Linked DNA regions of Mus musculus: region 1 is linked to region 2. A link is a contact called in public HiChIP or PLAC-seq data. All regions are on one chromosome and are shown on one strand. Each heading gives the region's core, a stretch centred on a gene start, on an enhancer-like site or on the middle of the called end of the contact. The rest is flanking DNA. Distances are from core to core; before and after follow the strand shown.

Region 1 (5,790 bases), core at 758-3,257, 140 kb after region 2:
ACAGCCACCACCTCACACTTCACTTACTGGGGTTGGCTGAGTCCTTCTTAAGATTCCCCGTGCCATTTCTGTAATCTGATTCAGGTGGGACCAGAAGCCACCATCTCTAGGAAATTTGGCTTTTTCTCACACTTCAGACCAGTCACTTTTGCTTTGCCCTGGGAACCCTGGATGTGACATGTTCACCTTCTCTGTCTGTGATCTTCTGTGTGTCATGCTAATGAAATCACAGTCACCAGTGTCTTTAAGGTGATGATGGCTTTAAGGGCCAGAAGTGTGCTGCAATGCTGATAATAATTATATAATTAGTTCATCGACAACTTTATACACATATGACCTTATGGAACACATATATTACCCCATCCTGTTCTCTAGATGAGGAACCTGAGGCATAGAAAGGAGAAGCAATGCCAGGAAATGTGGGTTTGGCTTTGAATTCTTGTGTAAAGACTGGCCACCCTGGAGTGCAATGGCTACTTTCTAGTCATCTCCACAGAGTTTTTCTGTGCAGAGAAGTGAGCCTTCTCTTAGGAGACATATATCCATATGTTTTCTCTGGTATTTCTTGTGGTTTTTCCTCCATTAGTCAATGAGGCCTCTGTTAAACACGAAAGAAAAGAAAACCAACAAAATCCAGCTACCAAAGGAGGCATATTTTTAGCTATTGAGTCCCAAATCCCAGGTTGTGTGGTCATAAACCAAAGATGTAAAAGATTAGATGAGAAGCTGGAAGCCTTTTGCTCCAGGCCAGACTCTTCAAATCACAGAAGAAGAAGGGCCAGAGAAGCATCTTTGGGAAGGATGCCGCCCCTCTCACCACCTGCTCCATGGTCCAGTCACCCTGGGTGGGACAGCAAGACAGCTACCAGACAAGGTGGGAGGTGATAGCATCTTATGTCGTCCCTGTCCCTAGGGTTTAGATGAGGACATCCTCCTATTTAACTAAGATTATATCTCCATAACTAAGCCAAATTGGAATTCAATGTAGAAATTAAAGAGAGTTACAGAGAAATAAGGCAAGTTGTATTTTTTACACAGCTGAGAGTGGGGCCTCTGAGTAGCCATGGTCATTGATTCTAGTCTATTCAATAAAGCTATGAGGCTACTTTTTTTTATTTTTTAGCTATCCACATGCTATAGCCTTTAAGTACAGAGTAGAAAAATTGCTTTTTTTAGTGATAATTAAAAACAAAGGAGCCTTAGCAGACAAGTAGGAAGTAAATAAAGGGGGAAAAAAAGCATTGTATTAGTATTAATTGTAAGAAGTATTACCTATAAAGGCCAACTCTCTGAGGCACAGCCCACCCTGTCCTATAATGAATCTTTATTCTTCTACAAGAGAGAGTGTCTTGTGAGGATGTACTTACATTTTGTTTGGTGGACAAGTCGCGTTCTATTCCCTTCCCTCTGAACTCTAACTTGGGATAAGCCCTTAGGAAACGGAGTCTGCCTCCACCAAGCCGTCCTTCAGCCGTGTTGTTGTGCAGAAAGAAAACTGCCTGTGAATCAGCTTGGTGTCATGGAAATTATGCTTTGTGGCAAGTACGTTCGTTACGAATGGTTGCTCATAAAAACGTGCCAGCACGGATGTCACCGCAGCCATCTCAACCTGCTGTGAACCTGTCTGTGATAAATCCTGGGAAAACCAGTGAGTGCTATCTTTAGTACCCACACCGTCTTACTGGCTCGCGTCATTCACAGCTCTAAAAATACAATTTATATCATTGAATTCCTCAAATTCCTTCAGTGCTTACACTCTGATTTAAGTGGCATTAAAGCAAGGGTGATTAGGCTGAGATGCCCAAGGCTACTGACCAATGCCCTCCCTGGGGTATTAGCTGTCTATCAGATACAGTGTGTTGTTTATCAGTCTCAGACTCAGCATGGTTAGACGCCTTGGGATTGTCAGCCTGAGAGAGAAACTTTCAATGACAGTGTGTAGAGCATTCTCTGTAGAGCTGATACAGAGGAAGGGAGTCATAGAATTTAAAGTCCAATGTGGAACACTCTGTGAAGAGATGCAGGAGCCATTCATGTGAGTCAGAAGACAGGCACACACTCAGATTGCTTTGTCTGAACCAGTGGTTCTCAGCCTGGGGGTGGTGACCCCCCCTTGAAGGTCAAATGACCTTTTCATGGGGGTAGCCTAAGACTATCAAAAAACAAAAACAAAACCAAAAACAAACCAACCAAACAAACATAAAAACCCCACAGTTATTTACATCATGATTCCTAATAGTAGCAAAATTACAGTTATGAAGTAGCAACAAAAATAACTTTATAGATGGGGGGAGGGGGGTCACCACAACATTCAGAACTGTATTAAAGGGTCACAGCATTAGGAAGGTTGAGAACCACTGCACTAAACCAACAGGCTTCTCAGGACAGCTCCTAGTGAGAACCAGCTAGAATTCTCTCAGGCCCGGGCTCATTTCCCAACTCCCTTCTCTGTGAACCAGCTGGAGCAAGGAGAGAGGGAGTCTTTTGACTACTTTTAACTTTCTCCTGTGGTCCACTGGGCCACTTTTGTGTTCCTGGGGACACCCTGTTGCTGCTTCTGATAGTAGTTGTGGTGTATCTGGGTGCATGCCAAGTCAAGGCTTGGTTTGGTTCTGGAATGCTGCTTTCACAGTGAAGGGTTAGAAGTTAGGACAGGAAGTTATAGCTGCAGGAGACTGGAGAGAAAACCCTCACTGGAAAGGAGATTTAATGCCGTGAGTCACTTCTTGTGGACAGCCAGTGCTCCAAGCTCCCTGTTCTCGACCAGTAAAATGTGGCTGTGGGCCTGCCCGCCTGAACCAGAATTGCCTGCAGAACTTAACGACACCTCTGCCCACTCTGAGATTGCACTCCATCTCTTCTCACGGGGTGGAGTCTTTACTGAGCACTTTTAGACAAGAACACTTCCAGGGTCCATACCTTAAGTCTCTATGGGACAGTCTGAATTGGGGAAAGTAGCTTTCATGAGACTCCATTAGCAGGGGTCTGTTACAGTGGAATTGTTCGGAAACACAGCATCCCAGCAGGGTCAGCTCACTTTCTAGCTGGGAGCAAAGCGCTACTGAGAAGCAGTCTCTCCTAGGACCACATAAGGTACAGTCTTAGGTGGGGGTGAAGCTTAGTAAGTCTGAAGTACGTTGACATAACTGATGCTCTCAACATTTTGATGTAATTAAAATTGGGTACCCATAAATACAGTCACTGCATACATATACACACAGACACATATACATACATGCCACAATACACACATTTATACATACCCTATACATACAACCAAACACATATCACATATATACACACCCTATACATCACACATATGCACACCAAGCATATACCACACACACACACACACACACACACACACACACCATGCACATACACACATGCACACCCCCTAGCCCCTGCTTTTTCCAGAGTCTAGTTTGATACCTTGTATTGACAAGGGTCAGATTTAAAATATTATCTTGATGGAACCTTCATTCTGCCATTAATACATGTCTTATGCAATTCAGGACCCCGTCCTGTGACATAAGTGACTTGAAGAAAAATTATGGATGTAAAAAATCCTATTAATGAGCAAACCCCTCCCCACCAGCTGTGCTCCAGGGGTTCTGGGCTTGGTTACCAGCTTCTCGATGTGCAGCGATTTGACTGGTATGTAATACTCTCTCATTTTTCCTGATAGGGACGGCTAAGCACATTATGTTCTCTCTCCCAGTTGGCAGCTCAACAAAGGCCAGCCATAAAACCCTCCACTTGTGTAATAAACTGTTGTACAATCTACTGCTTATGAACAAGGTCCCTGAAAATGTGCAACCTTTCTGCACGTTAAACACAAAACAGATGGAGGCTTGAAAATAACTTTCTTCTTCAGGGGAGGGGAAAGTCCAAGAAGGAAAGAGAAGCCCAGGAGTCCTAACCGGGGGCTGAACTCTGCCCCAGGTCGGGGGGCAGCTCCATACCTGGGGGAGCCTATCAGGCAGCTGGATGGGGGAGGCTTCAAGGAACCTGGAAACACGTTCCTGGATCTTCCAAGCCAAGCAGGTAGAGCAGGCGGTCCAGTGAGACCCTTGAGCCTATTTTGTAAACTTCCCAAATGCAGTGATGCTTGGGGGCTCTGCTTCCTGATCCCTGTAGAAACATTGCTAGGGATACAAACAGTCCTGCTTGGCTGGTTCCCTGATTTTCTACTTGCTAGCCTTATATATGTGAAAAGGCAAATGTAGATAATTGTGAAGTAGAAGAACTGATAGAACCAGGAGTGTAATGATGTACGTGTTCTACACACATGCATGTGTTCATCATTGTCTATCTTTTATATTTTGGGTGGAACTTTAAGTACTTCTGTTAAAATGCACGTTTTATCACATATCACAGTGCATGCATGGCTTTATCTGTGGAAGTGACTGAGACTTGCTATTAATCAGAGCTGAACATCCTCGGACATACCCATGCTGGCTTTTGAAAGTGGCACATGTGTTCATGCCATGGAGCCCAAATGGCAGAAGCCAGCTGTCTTATATGATGTAATGATACTCACAGAGGTCTCTTCCCATATGAGATCTTGTGAGGGAGGACGAGACCATCAGTGGGAGCATTGTACCCCATGATTGAGGACTTCTAACGTTTTTGTCAGTCAGCATACAGTCAGGAAGATAGAAAGTACACTAGTATTCCAAACAAGCAAGATCTAACCTGGGACTTGATTGTTCAGATGTTGGAAGACCAAGAGAGAACAATGGGGATGGAGGGTACCATCCCTGCAATGCTGAAACAAAAGGAGATGAGAGGTACAGAAAGACTGCTCTTTCCTAGAAGGGATGTAGCTATTATGGATGGCCTCTCAGGAAGCAATAGAACATTTTGGAAATGTTGAGAGAGTCTGGCATCTCCATCTAGAGAAATATTGACATGGAAAACCCAGTCCATGTCCTCTACAACAACAACAAAAGGTGAGACTCAGTGGCAGCCTCAGACAGACCACAGGACTCCAGGCTTTGGAGATGAGCAGGGGGTGGGCGTAAGAATTGACACATGGTCCAGTTTTAGCCGGAGACTCCTGCTAGGTAGAATGGTGGAACAGTCCATCTGAGAACAAAGCTGGCAAGGAGTGCCTAACAGGTGGGTAGCATATACACTGTGAACACGCTGACCAGAGGATGAGCTGTGGCATCGGCACAACACCATGGGAATGGTGGTATGGTAAACCAAGTCTGTGTGAACTGTCCGAGACAGGGTGACAAAGAGAAAAACTGAGCATCTCGCAGAAGTGAGAAGAGGATGTATGGAGTTGGATTTCATATTTCAGAAAACCAGCTCACATCATCACCCAACACCGGAAGCTCTCAGTCTCGTCCACCTGACTCTATGGGAGTTGATCAGTTAGAGAGAAAGGGAGAGAATGACAGAGTCATTGCCTCAAATCAGGCAGCTGCTCAATATCCAAGTGTGCCCTGCTGTATGCAGCCGTCGGCTGGAACACTGTAGCCAATAACGGTACAATACATTTTCATTTAACTGTTCCTGTTCCAAACATCTTAACTTATCTAAGCCTCCTGTAAACCACGGGAGAGGAAAAAGTCACAGCATCCTGATTTGTCGTCTTCACCTTATGGGTGGAGTGTGGTCATGCTAAGTGAGGAGCCAGGTCATGACCTAAGTCGCATGCAACCACCCACTGTTCGGCCATGACATAAAAATCCAAGAGCGCCTTGGTTTTAATCAGGACTCAGGCAACCTGTCAAACGTGAAGATAGACCACACATGGCTACCGTGATAGTCTCACCC
Region 2 (5,768 bases), core at 1,315-3,814:
CGAAGTGTGGAAACCGAGGTGCACAAAAATGGATTGACTTCTCCAGGGGCACATAGTTAGATCCTAGGTCTTCTGATTCCCTAGTCTTTTTCCAGGCATGGTGTCCCAACTATTCTCTGTCCGTGGACACAGGCCTCCAGGCAATCATGCCTAGCAGCATAGAGCAGCACAGAACTGACAGCCTGCGCTGGTTAGCATGTCTACTCCTCCCTCTGTGCCCTCCCATCTTTCCTTGAAGCCCCTCTTCACTATGTTCCCATAAACCCAGCGTAGCAAAAGTGCAGAACATTCTTCCACACATGTCTGCATTTTATGTTGGCTCCCAGGGGAACCATCTCAGTTGGGAGCCATAGACAATCAGGTTTCATTGCAAGTGAAGAGGTTGAGCAGAATTGCATTTGTTGTTGTTGTTGTTTTTTCTTTTAACATCAATTGTAAGTCTGGATATGCTTATGAAACATAGCCAGATTCTACAAATACTCTAGCAAGTGTCTACTCTTACACCACAGGCAAGAAAGCTGTCTTCAAAATCTTGAATTAGTTTCCTGGCAAGGTCAGTGTATATGTGTGTGTGTGTGTGTGTGTGTGTGTGTGTGTGTGTGTGTGTGTGACTGTGTATGTGTGTGTGTGCACGTGCATGCATGTGTGCACGGGTGTCTGTACCCATAACTGCACATTCAGCCTTGAAGACTGCATGAAATGAAGCCCAGCTCCTCTGCGACCTGGTGGAGGTCAAGCTGACATGACCTGGTAGGTACCATAGTGGTGCTTGGTTACAGTACGTTCTATGTAGGATGCTGTTTGGGATGTTAACGAGGCACGCTCTATCAACTTCTCTGCCTCATTCCCACATTAACAATGCTGGCAAAAAGCCATGCCCAAATTGTCCCTGGTGGCTGCTTTGTACCTAATTTTGTTGATATTTCTTCTCACTTTGATTTGGAGCTAGAGGCTTTTTCTCAATGGAAAGGGAATGAAAACTTAGCTGACTATAACATTCCACCGTGACCTGGACATTGACTATCCAGCTTCTTTTTGTCAGTTTCAGTTGTAAGTGGGCCTCCCTGCCATACTTTATTGTAGGCACCCATCTCTTCCTCACCTTTTCCCAGCCAAGTGATTCTGAGAAACAAATGTGTATCACTACTGCGGTTCATGCATTTTCTTTGACAGGAATCTAGGTACCTTTGCGAGGGAGTCTTGCCTTTTCTCACATTTGATCCCTGGACATTTACGCTGGGCATGTATGGAGAGGTTCTCCCTCACCAGGCTGCCAGGTCACAAGGTCTACTTAGGCCTCTGTGATGGGTAAGCTCTGCACCCATAGGCCTTTACCTCTGTCCTCTCAACTGGTGTTCATGGAATTAAGCATGACATGTTAGACATGGCTAAGTAACTTTCATCCGCAGTAAAGGAACTGATTCTGAAAGGATCTTCACTAAATAATCAGGAAGAATAAGTTGTTTTTCCTGGAGGGGTTCCTTAAAGGGCACAGTATGGCAGCCTTCTGATATCACCCACATTCTAAGCAAAATGTGTTTTGTTTTGTTTTTTACTTCATTTTGTTACTATTGTGTGTGCATTTGTATGTATGCCATGCCCGTGGAGGCACGTATCCTGAGGCACAAGTGTGGAAGTCAGAAGGCAACACTGTGGGGTCAGCTGTCTCTCTCCACCATTGTGTGAGCTCTGGGCATTAGACTCAGGTTATCAGATTTGTGAAGAAAATGCCTGTAGTCACTGTGCCTTTTTGCTGGTCTGCTCAGTTGGTTCTAATTGGGTTTGAGACCTGAGAGGGAATTTCCTGACTCTGCATCCTTGAGATTCTTCAGGTCTCACTTGTAGAGATTGTCACGTCCTTGAAAAGCACTGCCATTTCCTGGTTTGGCTTTACAAAGCAACGCATGATGCTACCTCTCTGGTGGAGTGATTGACACAGTTTAGTTCTCTGATGTTTGGAACTGGGAAATTTTTCCAGAGCCTCTACCATAGGGTAGAAAGCTATGCTTGAGGTCTTGGGAAGAATACAAAGAGGTCTGCATGCTGCCCCCATCAATAGATGCTCTCCTCTGAGTTTACCATGGGGGTTGGGTGTGCTATGGGGCACCAGCTTGAGGTCACACTATGTAAAGCTCCCCTGCGGTGGCTCTGGGGTTGAGGTTTGCCTTCTTTGTGACTCCAGAGAATGTGGGCTCTAGCCATTTCCCCTGAAGGCCTCCAAAAACCATAATGCCTCCCTCGGTTGATTTTTTTTTTTAAATACACAAAGGACCACTTCTCCTGCCAGCCCAGGGAGTATCAGATGGCAAATTTTCGTATTTAAAGGACACTGACATTTAAGATGGAAAAGGAATTTGGGTTTCTAAATTAAAAAAATAAGTCCATGTGATTTCAAATTAGAATTCGACTATAAATCCAGTCAGCCACACATCTGACTTGTTCCCCCTGGAGGAAGATTAATCGCTCCTCGCAGGGGAATTCACGTTCTCGCCTCAGCCTTAGTCGCAGGCCATTCCTATTTCTGTCCCTACAGCTCCAGCTAATTTGGGTCAGCTGTGTGGATAAACATTCGCCTAGATAAGAACAGGCCTCCTGCAGTCTTTCTGTTCCACTCTGACTTCAGGCCTCCAAAGAGATGCAATGAAGAAAAAAGAGGCCCGGGATTCTGAGAACTCATTTCCAGACCGAGGAGGGCTGTTTTGCACAGGGCGGGGCTCTGGTGTTGATCGACAGTCCAGCAGGCATGTGGCTAACTCTCCTCTAGGGAATTTCTCAAAACCAGGCCCAAGGAGAACTCCTAGTACTTTATATTACTCCACTGAATAGAGAAAGAGGCAGATGCCAAGGGCTACATTGGGTTGCGCCTCAGTTCTATGTGCAGGCCCTGGGACTAGCAATTACCAGCATCATTTGGGAGACTGTTAGAAACGTTCCAGCCCTCCTAACTCTGAACCACAGCCTGTACAATTCTAGGGGTGAAGCATAGAAACAGATTTGAACAAATCCCCCACATGGTGTTGATGCTCAGGTTTAAGAACATTGGTGAAGCTTGTAAGGCCAGTACAACCTCCTATGGAAGGTCTCAACGAAACAGCGAGTTCTGAAGAGAAGCGCTGGATGGGGATTGTCAGGGGCTGATTTTCAGTACTGTTAAAAAAATGAAGGAAGAGGTAGAGTCCACCCCTAGAAAGGATGCTCAGGTGAATAACACCGCCTCTCAGGTCATTGCTGCCTGGAGTCATAGCAATGTATAAAAATGCTAGCTCCTGTGAAAAAGCATTTACTCATTTATTATTTGAAATTAGAGATATGAATTAATAATATTTATTAGGGTTTTTAAATTTTATGTGTATGGATGTTCTGCCTGGATATATGCCTGTGCACCATGTGTATGCCTGGTGCTTGTAGAGGCCAGAAAAGGGCATTAGATTCCCTGGAACTGGAGTTACAGAGGACTGTGCACTATCATCTGGGTGCTGGGAAATTGAGCCTAGGTCCTCTGGAAGAGTAGCCCAGTGCCTCTTAGCTGCTGTGCCAATCTCCAGCGCGCTACTGGAGAGTACTCCTTGGGGAAGAGACAGTTATTTCAAACATGAGACTCACAATGCTGTCTGATTAAAGGGATCCTGGGCACCTGAGAATTTAGGAACTATTTAATTGAGGCTTCTCCTCGTTGGCTTAACCTTGGACTAACCCAGTAGGGTTTTTTTGCACCTTTGGCTTCCCACTTACAAAATGGACTTCAAAGTGTTTGCACACTCTGCTTTGCTTTGAAAGGACCTTGAGGATGCTCCCCTGAGCAATCAGGTTACAGGCTACATGTAGATGATAACTTGGATATTATTTTTCTATGAACTATCTGCCTCTCTATCTCTATTTCTATATCTCTCTGGGGGGGGGCACTTGATAATAAATTGCTCATCTGTGCCCAAATTTTAGTCCTAAGTGTTTGAAAACAATATCTTTGCTCAGTGTAGCTGGGGGCATTTAATATCTGGTTTATACATGTATAGAGTCTGACCCAACATGAAATACTTTGGAATTTCTTCCCTACTGGATATAAAAACAAATTCAAAGCCAGCCTCTAAGTAGACTGGTTTTCTACTTTTTAAGAAACAGGCAACTGGGAAATTGAAGGAGAGGTAAAAGACAAAAGAGAAGTCAGAATTGGTCCAGCTTGGCATGAGAGTTCAGGGTACCTTTCCCTAGTTCTGGGGGGGGGGGCAGAGAGATGTTAGGGAGAAAGGAAGAGGCAGACAGATTAATCCCCTTGTGCCGTGTTCTGCTCAGGCAGCCAGTAGTGTGTGGTAGGTGGTGTGGGGGGGGGGGAGCCAAGTCAGCTGATGCACTGAGAAAAGGCAGAGATCTATCCAGTGGATGTCTCAAAACTATGGTGAATCTGCAAGGGCAGTGGGTGCGGGGAGGGCCCGTCATTCTTCTGGCTATTCAGGAGTGCCACAGAGTTCAGGGGTTTACCAAGGCTTTGCAGTAAGTATGTGGCTGATGTAGCTTGGATTAGTCTGCAAAACAAATAAAGGCAGCACCATTCATAGACAGCTCCTTGTACCTTGACATTCATTTACATTGATCAGATCACTGGACTTAAGCTGCCCAGAAACCCCACTCAAGGCAGAGATGGCTTTATCTGAAACTGTGGACACAGAATGAACGCTCTGGTCCCCAGGTCCTCTAAAACCCATTCCAGTTCCTTTCCTCTTCTCTTCCATCCCAGGAAGACAGCTGTATTCTGTACTCGCTGAGCTTGCTCCCAATAGATGCTCCTTAGTAACAGAGAAAGAGGGAACATTCAGGTTCCTCCTTCAAATCCCCAGGTACTCACACTCATTGTGGGTTCTACACTTTCCCCAAGTTGTCAATAGAAACAGTTAAATGAGGGCTATTTGGAGCTCCCTATAGACTGCAAGTCCATTGACTCAGAAACTGTGTCTGATTCCCATGTTTATGCCCTACCTACAGCCTTACTCCTAATAGATACTCATGGCTCTAGGGGCATTTTAATGTATCTAATTCTGAAGGCTGAGAATCTTTTATCCGAGGGATTTGGAAGGGGTCAGAATGAGATGGAGCCACTGAAGCCATTGAATCAGACTGGAGCAAACCCAAGCCAGACCAAATCCTAGCACAGAGACGGGAGTAGAGCATGAAATTCCCTATCTAGCACTGAAATGATTGACAACTGCCAGCTGAAAGGAGACGGGGAGATGGTTTTCTCTAAGACTGTAGCCCCTTGGTAAGTCAAAAATGCTCCGCTGGAAGCCTACCTATCCAAGAATGTGTGAGCATCACAAACTGGTCTTTATGGGTTTAAATGAAACAACAAGAAGTTGGCTAGGGAAGCTGGGGTGTTTCTGGGAAGAGTTGGAAGAGGGAACGTGATTACAAACAAAACTCTTGATGCAACCGCTAAAGGAATAATAAAATGTTTAAAAATAAAAGAGCATCAGCCATGGGCAAGTGATGCTCAGGGTGAGAAGTATCGGGAGGAAATGGATGAGTACTGCTCTCCTTTGATGTTTCCAAAGGAAACAAGGAACCTGCTCGTGAGCCTGCAGGCCAGTGAAGACAACCTTCCAAACCCAAGCTTCCATGGAGAGTCAGGCAGTTCCATTGTGAGAATCATATGTGGAGATAAGTCTGAATCATAAAGCTTTAGCGTTCATGGCTTTTGGAAAGTATGCGCTTCACAACTCACTCTTGAAAGCTAACTTAGGGTGTGGCTCAGCCTCCCAGTCGGAGCCAAAGAACAC

The links. HiChIP or PLAC-seq counts read pairs in DNA pulled down with a chosen protein or histone mark.
Region 1: a contact with region 2 is called in an H3K27ac HiChIP or PLAC-seq map of heart atrium, with 5 read pairs. The contact joins two enhancer-like sites. A contact is called at or near these places in 2 of 484 Hi-C or Micro-C datasets (embryonic stem cells and nephron progenitors) and 1 of 115 datasets of contacts at active chromatin or transcription factors (heart atrium).

What each region holds. Positions count from the first base shown.
Region 1 is chr11:65,364,309-65,370,098 of GRCm38.p6, forward strand. No RefSeq gene overlaps it. Among named protein-coding and RNA genes, the nearest start is that of Gm12295, 79 kb to the left of the region's middle. Within about 2 kb of position 2,008, at least 76 of the 459 cell types and tissues checked have an H3K27ac peak or open chromatin away from gene starts, as enhancers often do. A contact at or near this core is called in heart atrium, where this site is marked.
Region 2 is chr11:65,224,342-65,230,109 of GRCm38.p6, forward strand. All of the region lies in intron 2 of Myocd (myocardin), which reads right to left. Among named protein-coding and RNA genes, the nearest start is that of Gm30586, 43 kb to the right of the region's middle. Within about 2 kb of position 2,565, at least 17 of the 459 cell types and tissues checked have an H3K27ac peak or open chromatin away from gene starts, as enhancers often do. A contact at or near this core is called in heart atrium, where this site is marked.